Linked DNA regions of Bos taurus: region 1 is linked to region 2. The links are chromatin contacts, called in public Hi-C maps. All regions are on one chromosome and are shown on one strand. Each heading gives the region's core, a stretch centred on a gene start, on an enhancer-like site or on the middle of the called end of the contact. The rest is flanking DNA. Distances are from core to core; before and after follow the strand shown.

Evidence for each region. A called contact is a pair of places that touch in the nucleus more often than the background predicts.
Region 1: a Hi-C map of skeletal muscle shows a contact between it and region 2, with 4 times the contacts expected there. The contact joins the promoter of BRAF here to the promoter of NDUFB2 in region 2. A contact is called at or near these places in 2 of 11 Hi-C or Micro-C datasets (skeletal muscle and an unstated tissue).

Annotation. Positions count from the first base shown.
Region 1 is chr4:104,192,050-104,196,080 of ARS-UCD2.0, reverse strand. BRAF (B-Raf proto-oncogene, serine/threonine kinase) reads left to right here and starts at 1,619. Exons shown (of 19, transcript XM_059885960.1): 1 at 1,619-1,762. The coding sequence starts at 1,628.
Region 2 is chr4:104,012,019-104,016,161 of ARS-UCD2.0, reverse strand. It overlaps NDUFB2 (NADH:ubiquinone oxidoreductase subunit B2), which reads right to left and starts at 2,622. Exons shown (of 3, transcript NM_175828.2): 1 at 2,480-2,622. The coding sequence starts at 2,586.

The sequences.
Region 1 (4,031 bases), core at 370-2,869, 180 kb before region 2:
ACATGTATAGTTCAATGACATTATCCTTTACCATCATCCTCTATCATCATCTTCATTTACACTACTTTTGTCAAGCCATCTTTTGATTTAAATTTAGTGTCTCCAAGAGACTTCTCTACTTAGAAGAAAAGTACAGAGAATACTAAGCTCATCCAATAGGCGGTATTCTAATTTCCCCCTATTGTCCCCTATTTTTCAATGTAGGGGAATATTAGCATTCTGATTAAACAAGAAGCCTCACACAGAACTCCTTGCCTTGGGAGTAATGATCAGCTCCTGGACTCATATTGACTCTATCCATACACAGACATCCTGCTTAAGATGTCAGTAGGACAGTCTTCTATCTCTTGAATCATGGTGAATACAAGAAGGTCACTGGTGACTTCCCCTCATGGGTAGTCCACTTAGAGCATACCATGACTTGATGCTTAGGTTATTTTGTGATTACCTGTACCCCATCAGGAGTTCACAGTAATTCTCACTGCTTCTCACTCTGACTTTTCCCTTTTAAGTTTTTTCCCCAGCATATTTCCCCTTCTTGTCACATAAATGTATTTTTAAATAATAAGTCAGATTTAACGAATTCCATTCTGTAATTGGGCATCTCAAAGGTAATTTACCTCTCCTCACGTTTTCACGCATATTTCGCATAGAGAATGCCTTGGGCTATATTCTGTTTATGAACTGCGCAAAAGTATTTAAAATATTATGAATGATTTTCTTGAAAATTAAATGATTCAAGTTTGGATGCTTCAGATGTCTAGAATGCTCCATGCCTTGTGCAGGCCTTAGTGCATGGAAAGTGATCCACTTTAATTTGTTAAACGAACGAATCTGGAAAACGAAAAACAGACTAAAACATTTCATTCCTAAACGATGGTAAAGAAAAAAAAAAAAGCTTTAGACTTCCATTTAGATCTGCTTTGACAGACCAAATCCTTTAATGAAAAGGATCCAAGCATCATTCTGGTAACCTGGCTTTTCCTAAATATATTTCTATCAAATTCTGCTTGGCTGTTACAACCTCGGGGTTTCAAGTCTTATTTTTATGACTCGGAGACGTTCGTTGTAATGATAATAGAAATAACACAGTAGGGCTTTCCGCCTTCCTCCCTCTAGGATCTCAACTTCTCCAATCTCCTCGAGTAAATCCGACAACACAGAGCAGGTTTAGGACTGAGGAGAAGAGAATTAATCGGAGCCATGGAAACGGCGGAGCGGAGGGAACGTGGGAGAGGAGGGTGGGCAGGAGGGGTAGGCACCCTCCCCTGACGACTGCGCGAGGGCGCTCCGAGGATCACGTCACGCACCTCAGATGACGTCACGACCGTGACACGCGGGTGACGCCGTTGCCGCGGCGACTTCCAGTCGTCTCCGCCCCCTGCCCCCGCCCCTCCCCCCCGGCCTAGCGTCCTTCCCCCAATCCCCTCAGGCTCAGCTGCGCCGGGGGCCGCAGGCCGGTTCCCGAGGTGGCCCAGGCGCCGTCCCACCGCCGACGCCGCCCGGGCCGCCCGGGCCGTCCCTCCCCGCTGCCCCCCGTCCTCCGCCTCCGCCTCCCCCCGCCCTCAGCCTCCCTTCCCCCTCCCCGCCCAGCAGCGGTCGCTCGGGCCCGGCTCTCGGTTATAAGATGGCGGCGCTGAGTGGCGGCGGCGGCGGCGGCGGCGGTGGCGCGGAGCAGGGCCAGGCTCTGTTCAACGGGGACATGGAGCCCGAGGCCGGCGCCGCGGCCTCTTCGGCTGCGGACCCCGCCATTCCCGAGGAGGTGAGTGGCGGCGCACCCTGCACCCCTCCGGTCTCGGGGCTCGGCTGACCGGTGTTTATTTTGGGGGAAAGAGGTGGCGGTGGGGGCTCCGGTTGCCCTCAGCCACCTTCTCGGGGCTCTGCGGGCTGAGACACTGGCTTTCCCCACCTGTCCCTCCCCGCCAGGCAGGAGCTCGCTACGTAAACACACACAATGGCCCAGGGGGGGTTTCCCTGGTCCGCGCTCTGGGCTTGGGGGATTCGGGCAGCCGTGGTGGAGCAGGAGGCTATCTATAGGGGGCGAGACTCGGGGTTGGTCCGAGAAGGTCACGGCTGGCTGAAGGTAGCCAGCCTCGCATCTCCTGGATGTTTTCTTTATTTTTGGTGGTGGTGGTGGAGGGGAACCTGGGGCCGGCATCCTGGTGAAATACCTGGGTTAGTAGCCGGGGCCGGGACCCCAGCCCAAGTTAACGTTGTGTGTAATTATTACATGGTCACGGTGAAGATGGGCGCATCATTCTCTCTTTAACTCTCCCCGACTCTGCCCCTTTTCAGGCCGCTGCCCTCCCGCCGCTTCTCTACTTGTTAGGGCGGAGGGGAGGATTTCTCGTCACCTGTTTTAACCAGCTAATGGTTTTGATCTAGCCTCTACTTTTTCAATCCTAAGTGCCAGTGTTTCCGTTCTTTCTTCCATCCCGACCTCAGACCCCCGGTTCCTAATGTTTGCAGTGTCGCCAGCTGGTAACCCCCATCCCAATTCCACCTGCCTCCCCGCTCCTTTGCCAGTGGTCGGACCTGCCTGCTCCTAACCACAGTTTCTACTTAAGACGATTTTTGCAGCCTTCTTGTCTTAGTCTTGTTGAGGCCCTCTACTTCATTCCCCCGCTCCGTAACATGTTACGGTCACAAATCCTTCTGGACACTTTGGAACTACTTACTTTGTGAATCCTGAAGCTGTCAAGATTCCGTCAGATTTCACTTGCTTTCCTGGCACCTTTTAGTCCGTCATCCGTTGTGCATCCACACCTCTTTGTTTATTCCTACCTGTGGTTTTTAAATAGGTGTGATTGATTTCTTTCTGTCCCTTTTTTTTTTTTTTTCTTCTTTAGTCCTTCCATCTCTCAGCCACTGTTTATTTTAGCCTCTTATCACCTTGTCAGATTACTTTCTTTACATTTGGGGTTTTATTATGTAAAATGTATTACATAAAATAATACACTGTATAATGCTTTCCAAATAATGAGATAATGTGTGGTATGATAACTGTGCTTTATAATTATTGATTAGATAATGTGATTTAACGCCATTGACTTTGCTCAAAGTTCTTTCCTTCGTACTACAGCACTTACATTTTATTTCCCAGTTCTCATAACGTCTCATTCTTTCTTCTGTCTATGCAGTTCTCTTTTTCCTGCTTCATCATCTTTACTTTGAGATTCATCCCATATGCTTTTACTCTGTTCAGTATCAGTTTGTTCACAATACTGTTTTTGATTCTCTTACACCACTTGCATCTGTGCCCAAGATGCGTTCTGTACTACCATTTGATCTCATCTTAAAATTCTCATTTGTATATATCTATAAATATATATTATAAAAAATACTGGGCATGGGTTATGAATTGTAATTTTCTAATTTTAACATTGTTTTTGTTGAGAACTTTGTTTCCGAATTATATAAATATCTCTATATAGATATATGTGATGTGTGTATGTATATATATGTGTGTGTGTGTATCCTTTACACCACTTCCCATTTACTTTTCTGTTTGCATTTCTGCTCAGATCAGTTTCCTCTAATATCTGTTCATTTCCTCTAGTTTCTTGGATTTTAAGGACAGTGGTCATCCCTTCTTCCATTTCCTAGTTCATTCCATTTTCCTTGTCCCCAGTTGCCATTCATTCTGCTTTGTTTCCTGGCTTTTGGTACTTAACTTGCTGAAGCTTCCTCTTGTCTTCCCCACACCTCCACATTCCTTCTTATTTATAAACAACTTTGTTCCGTTGACATGGAAATTTATTTTTAGAATACATTGTTTTTAATGGATAAATACTTGGGGTCACATCTGCTGTCTATTTTTTCCATGAATCGGATATGCCTTTGTCTTACTCCTCACAGGTGCCTCTAGGCTTGCTTTACTTTGTAGCGTTTGTGTGGTTTTGTTGAATTGCATCCTGAAGAATGGTAAGATTAATGGGGCTTCCCTGGTGGCTCAGATGTTAAAGAATCTGCATGCAATGCAGGAGACCTGGGTTCAATCCTTGGGTCGGGAAGGTCCCCTGGAGAAGGGA
Region 2 (4,143 bases), core at 1,373-3,872:
GTAATCTTTTACTAACATATAGTACTAATTTTTTACTTATGGTAAATATGTATTTTACTTATGGTAAATATGGTATTACATTTGTATGGAACTTTACAGACTGCAAAGCGCTTCCATGAGCATTTATTGTTTGAGCCACCAATAACCTTCCGCACATGTTACTTTCAAAAGCTTCTGTCAAGCATCACTACTTTACACCCTGAATTTATCACACTGTTTCTGTATGCCAATTTTATTTAACAGTACCTATGCAGGAGCTATCTGTGCATAGAGATACTACATTATGTAAACAAACCATGGGGGTGGGAATTCAATATATTAACAACAGGCTTCCTCTTTGACAAGTTTTAGATACAATCTAGTAGTAAGTGCCCATCAGTTAAACTCATTTAAAATAAGTTTCGAAAATTATAGTTTAAACCCCTTCCCAGGAACTCTCCACATTTCATTATTGTGAGAGTTACATCTTGTTTTAACTATGAAATAAGTGGGTCATTGACTGCAAGGTATAAATCTTTTTGAACGAAGATTTGAAACACTGCAATTAGAGAAAGGATGGACGACATAATGATTGCCATGATTAAAGAATATAAAGAGTCCACAAACATCTAATTTTATGTTCCAAGAAGTTGCTAACTGCACTAAGGCAAACTAGATAGGCCTGAACATCCCTCCAAATAGAAACTACGACAGATTAATTTTTTTTTAACTTTTAATAAATCATTAAAACCTTGGCATGGAAGTACCAAGACTGCAGCGAAGAGGAACACCCCCTCGTCTTCCCACGCAGGCTCAAAGGCTGTTGTTGGTGGCTCTTGATCTCTGTCCTTCTCAGGTCACACATGCCTTTTCCTTCTCTCCATCCTACATCTGTCCCAATTCCATATTCATAACAGACACGTGGCTTTAGGCAAGTCAGTCTTTTCATTTAGCTGGGTCTCAGTTCCCTAATAACAGCAGCTCTTTATACAATACTTGTATTGTCTTTACTGAGTACCAGCAACTCACAACACTTCAGAGATTTGTTACTCGTTTACTTCCCTGGGAGTCAACATTATTATCCCAATTAAACCGGTGAGAAAACTCAGTTCTTAAGAGATCATGAAACTTTTCCAAGATCAGACAGCAAGAGCGTGGCAGAGGTGAGATCTGGACAGACAGTCTGGGGGCAGAATCCTGCTTTTAACCACTCTTTTGCAGTGCCTCTTGGTAAAGTGTGGACCGTGGTCAGAGGGGCCTGGAACATCACCTGGAAAAATCCAGTGTACTGTTTTCAGTCCTGCTCTTAATCTCTCTGCACTCCCAGCTTGCTTTTGGTAGACCTGCCCTCTTGGCATCAGCACTGGGCTCTCCAGTGGGCTTCTCCCGCTACATCATGGGTGACTCTGCTTTTGCTCACTCTTAAATTCTGGTGTTGCAAAGGTAAACTCTAAAGGATACTACAGGCTTTGGGTTGACAATAATCTGTCAACATAGGCTTATCAACTGTAACAAACGTACCCTCCGGTGGGGAGTGCTGATAATGAAGCAAGCTATGCATGTGTGGCTTGGGGGGTTTATGGGAAATCTCTGTACCTTCCTCTCAATTTTTTTTTTTGGGGGGGGGGGGGACAGAAAACTGTTCTATAAAATATTTTTAAAAAGAACACTTCCAACATTGCCCAAACATCCACTTTTGGCTCTCTTCCCACCCTTTCCCACTCCACTCTCGTGCCTTGGAGGACTAATTCTCCACTCTACAACCATAGTAACTTTTTAGAATTAAAACGTGCCCACGTGACATCTGATTAAAACGACCGATCAGCGCCTCTGTTGGAAATCTCTCAGGCAGGCCTCTGTGTTTTAGTCGGTCAGCCGTGTCCGACTCTTTGTGACCCCCATGGAGCGTAGCCCGCCAGGCTCCTCTGTTCAGAGGATTCTCCAGGCAAGAATACTAGAGTGGGTTGCCATTCCCTTCTCCGGGGAAATCTTCTTGATCCAGGGATCGAACTCGGGTCTCCCGCATTGCGGGCAGATCCTTTACTGTCCGACCCACCAGGGAAGCTAGGGCACAGCCACGCATAAGGAGCCTCTACCATTCTTTCCCTATGACCCGAGGTCTCCGGCCTCACCTCTGGCCTCATCTTGCCTCAAGCTTGAAGCTTCAAACTACCCTGTACAGGTGATTTCCTCTCCCTGACGCCCTCGCCTCCTCAGCTCCTGTCCTTGCTTCCAGATTAGCTCCAACTGTCTCCACGTTCAACTGGTCAGCTTCCCGGGGGCAGCCTCCCTCTGGCCCGAGACCGTCATATACACACCTCTACCGGCTCCCCCGGCCCCGGCATCGCGCCGTCAGACTCCAAGTCCCAGCATGCCTCAGGGGTGGAGGCCGCCGCAGACCAGGATCGGCCCCTGCTGCTCGGCGTCAAGGTGAGGACGTCCCGAAGGCTAGTGCCTTCCGCTAGAAGCGGGCGAAGCCCCAACCCTAGGCAATACTCACCGACGGACGCCACGGGCTCCAGCCGCCCTCGCGCAGCGGCCTCTGAAGAGGTGGCCTCCAACGTGAGCGAACGGCGCCAGTCGCTTCAGAGCCGACATGCCAGCCATCGTTAGCCCGGCCGTTACCCAGACCGCACCGCCGCTCCACGTCACTTCCGCTGGCACCCGCCCGACGACGTCACAGAGCCGACCCGCCCCCTCTCCCTGTGACGTAGGGAGGGGCGGGGAAGCGGTAATTACCTGCCCGAAGGAGCGTCTCAGTCACTTCCTGAGGTGAAAGCGTCCCGGGCCGCCGCCTGAGCGCGCCGTTCGCGCCAGCAGACGGGGTCTCGCTTTGTGGGCCTGGTGGCGCCCTGACGAAAGGTCAGCGGTGTAGACGGCCCTGGTGGAGCCAGGGATGGGCGTGCCGGACCTCGGCGCTCAGCTCCTGGAGCCCTCTGTTTCGCGGACACAGAAACTTAACGCTGACACAGCTCGCACTTTGCTACCAGTGCTGATCTAGGCGCTGTTACCCGACCCGGACCCGCCCCTCTGCCTGCTCCTCCCGAATTAACTACTCTTCCAGACCCTCCTAGGCTGCCAGATCCATTCTGAACCAGTCTGTCCTTCCCAAAGCTAGTCCATTGTATTCCTCCCCTGCAAAGGCTACACGATTTCTTTGAAGCCTTCATCGTTATACGGCTGTCCTGCAAACATGAGCTTGATAACCAACCCGCAGCCCGTGGTTCTCAAATGTCAGCACCTGGACTGGAGGTATCAGAATCCCCTGAGGAGTCCGACCCCAGCTATTATGTCTGGAGTAGGGCCAAGGAATCTGCATTTTAGCAGGCCCCTAATATACGCGGTGCTCCCAATCCCTGGATCCTGAGCCAGCCCTGGATTCTTGGCGTTTGTCTCTTAATATTGCCTTCTATTAAGTCCTGAATGAACTCCAAACTTCCCAAACTTTGGGGAGCTGAAGAACCCCTTTCTCCATCCTTGAGAACTCCAGCTCCCAAATTCTTAGTGTCCCAACTTATGAGTTATAGTTTTCCTAAGAATTCTCGATTTTTATAAACTTACCTGCCAGCCTCACACCTTGGAGATGTCGATTTGAAATGGATCACCTGCCAAGCACTGAAGACTTCACACTGAGTGATAAGCATGAAAATTTGGAAATTTATGGAGAGAAACATAGACCTGAAATTTAGGGATTTAAGTGTATTGAATATAACTGACACTCCTCCTTTGGCAAATAATGGGCCTCCATGTGCCCAGTAGCTAGGAACCTCTCTCCCTGGAGAAAAGGCTTCCTCCGGGAGTCAGTGAAGGACAGGGAAGCCTGGAGTGCTGCAGTCCAAGAGGTCGCAAAGAGTTGGACACGACTTAGCAAACAAACAACACACCTTTCTGCCAAACTTACTGCTGGACCCTCTGGCCCTGTAGAACTCATGCCCCTCCCCACATTCACCCGCTATCCCTCCCCACTCCTGCCTTCTCCTGTCCTAACTTGTAAGTATATAAACTGTAAGAAAGAATGTACTGTTTTCTGGGGGCAAGTTGACTTCCCAGCTGATACGCAATAGTGTGGCTTTCTCTGGGACTACCATTCACTATTTACCCTTCCTAGTACATGCACAAACCATTAAGAGATGTTCATGAATAGGCAGAGCAGTGTCTTTCATC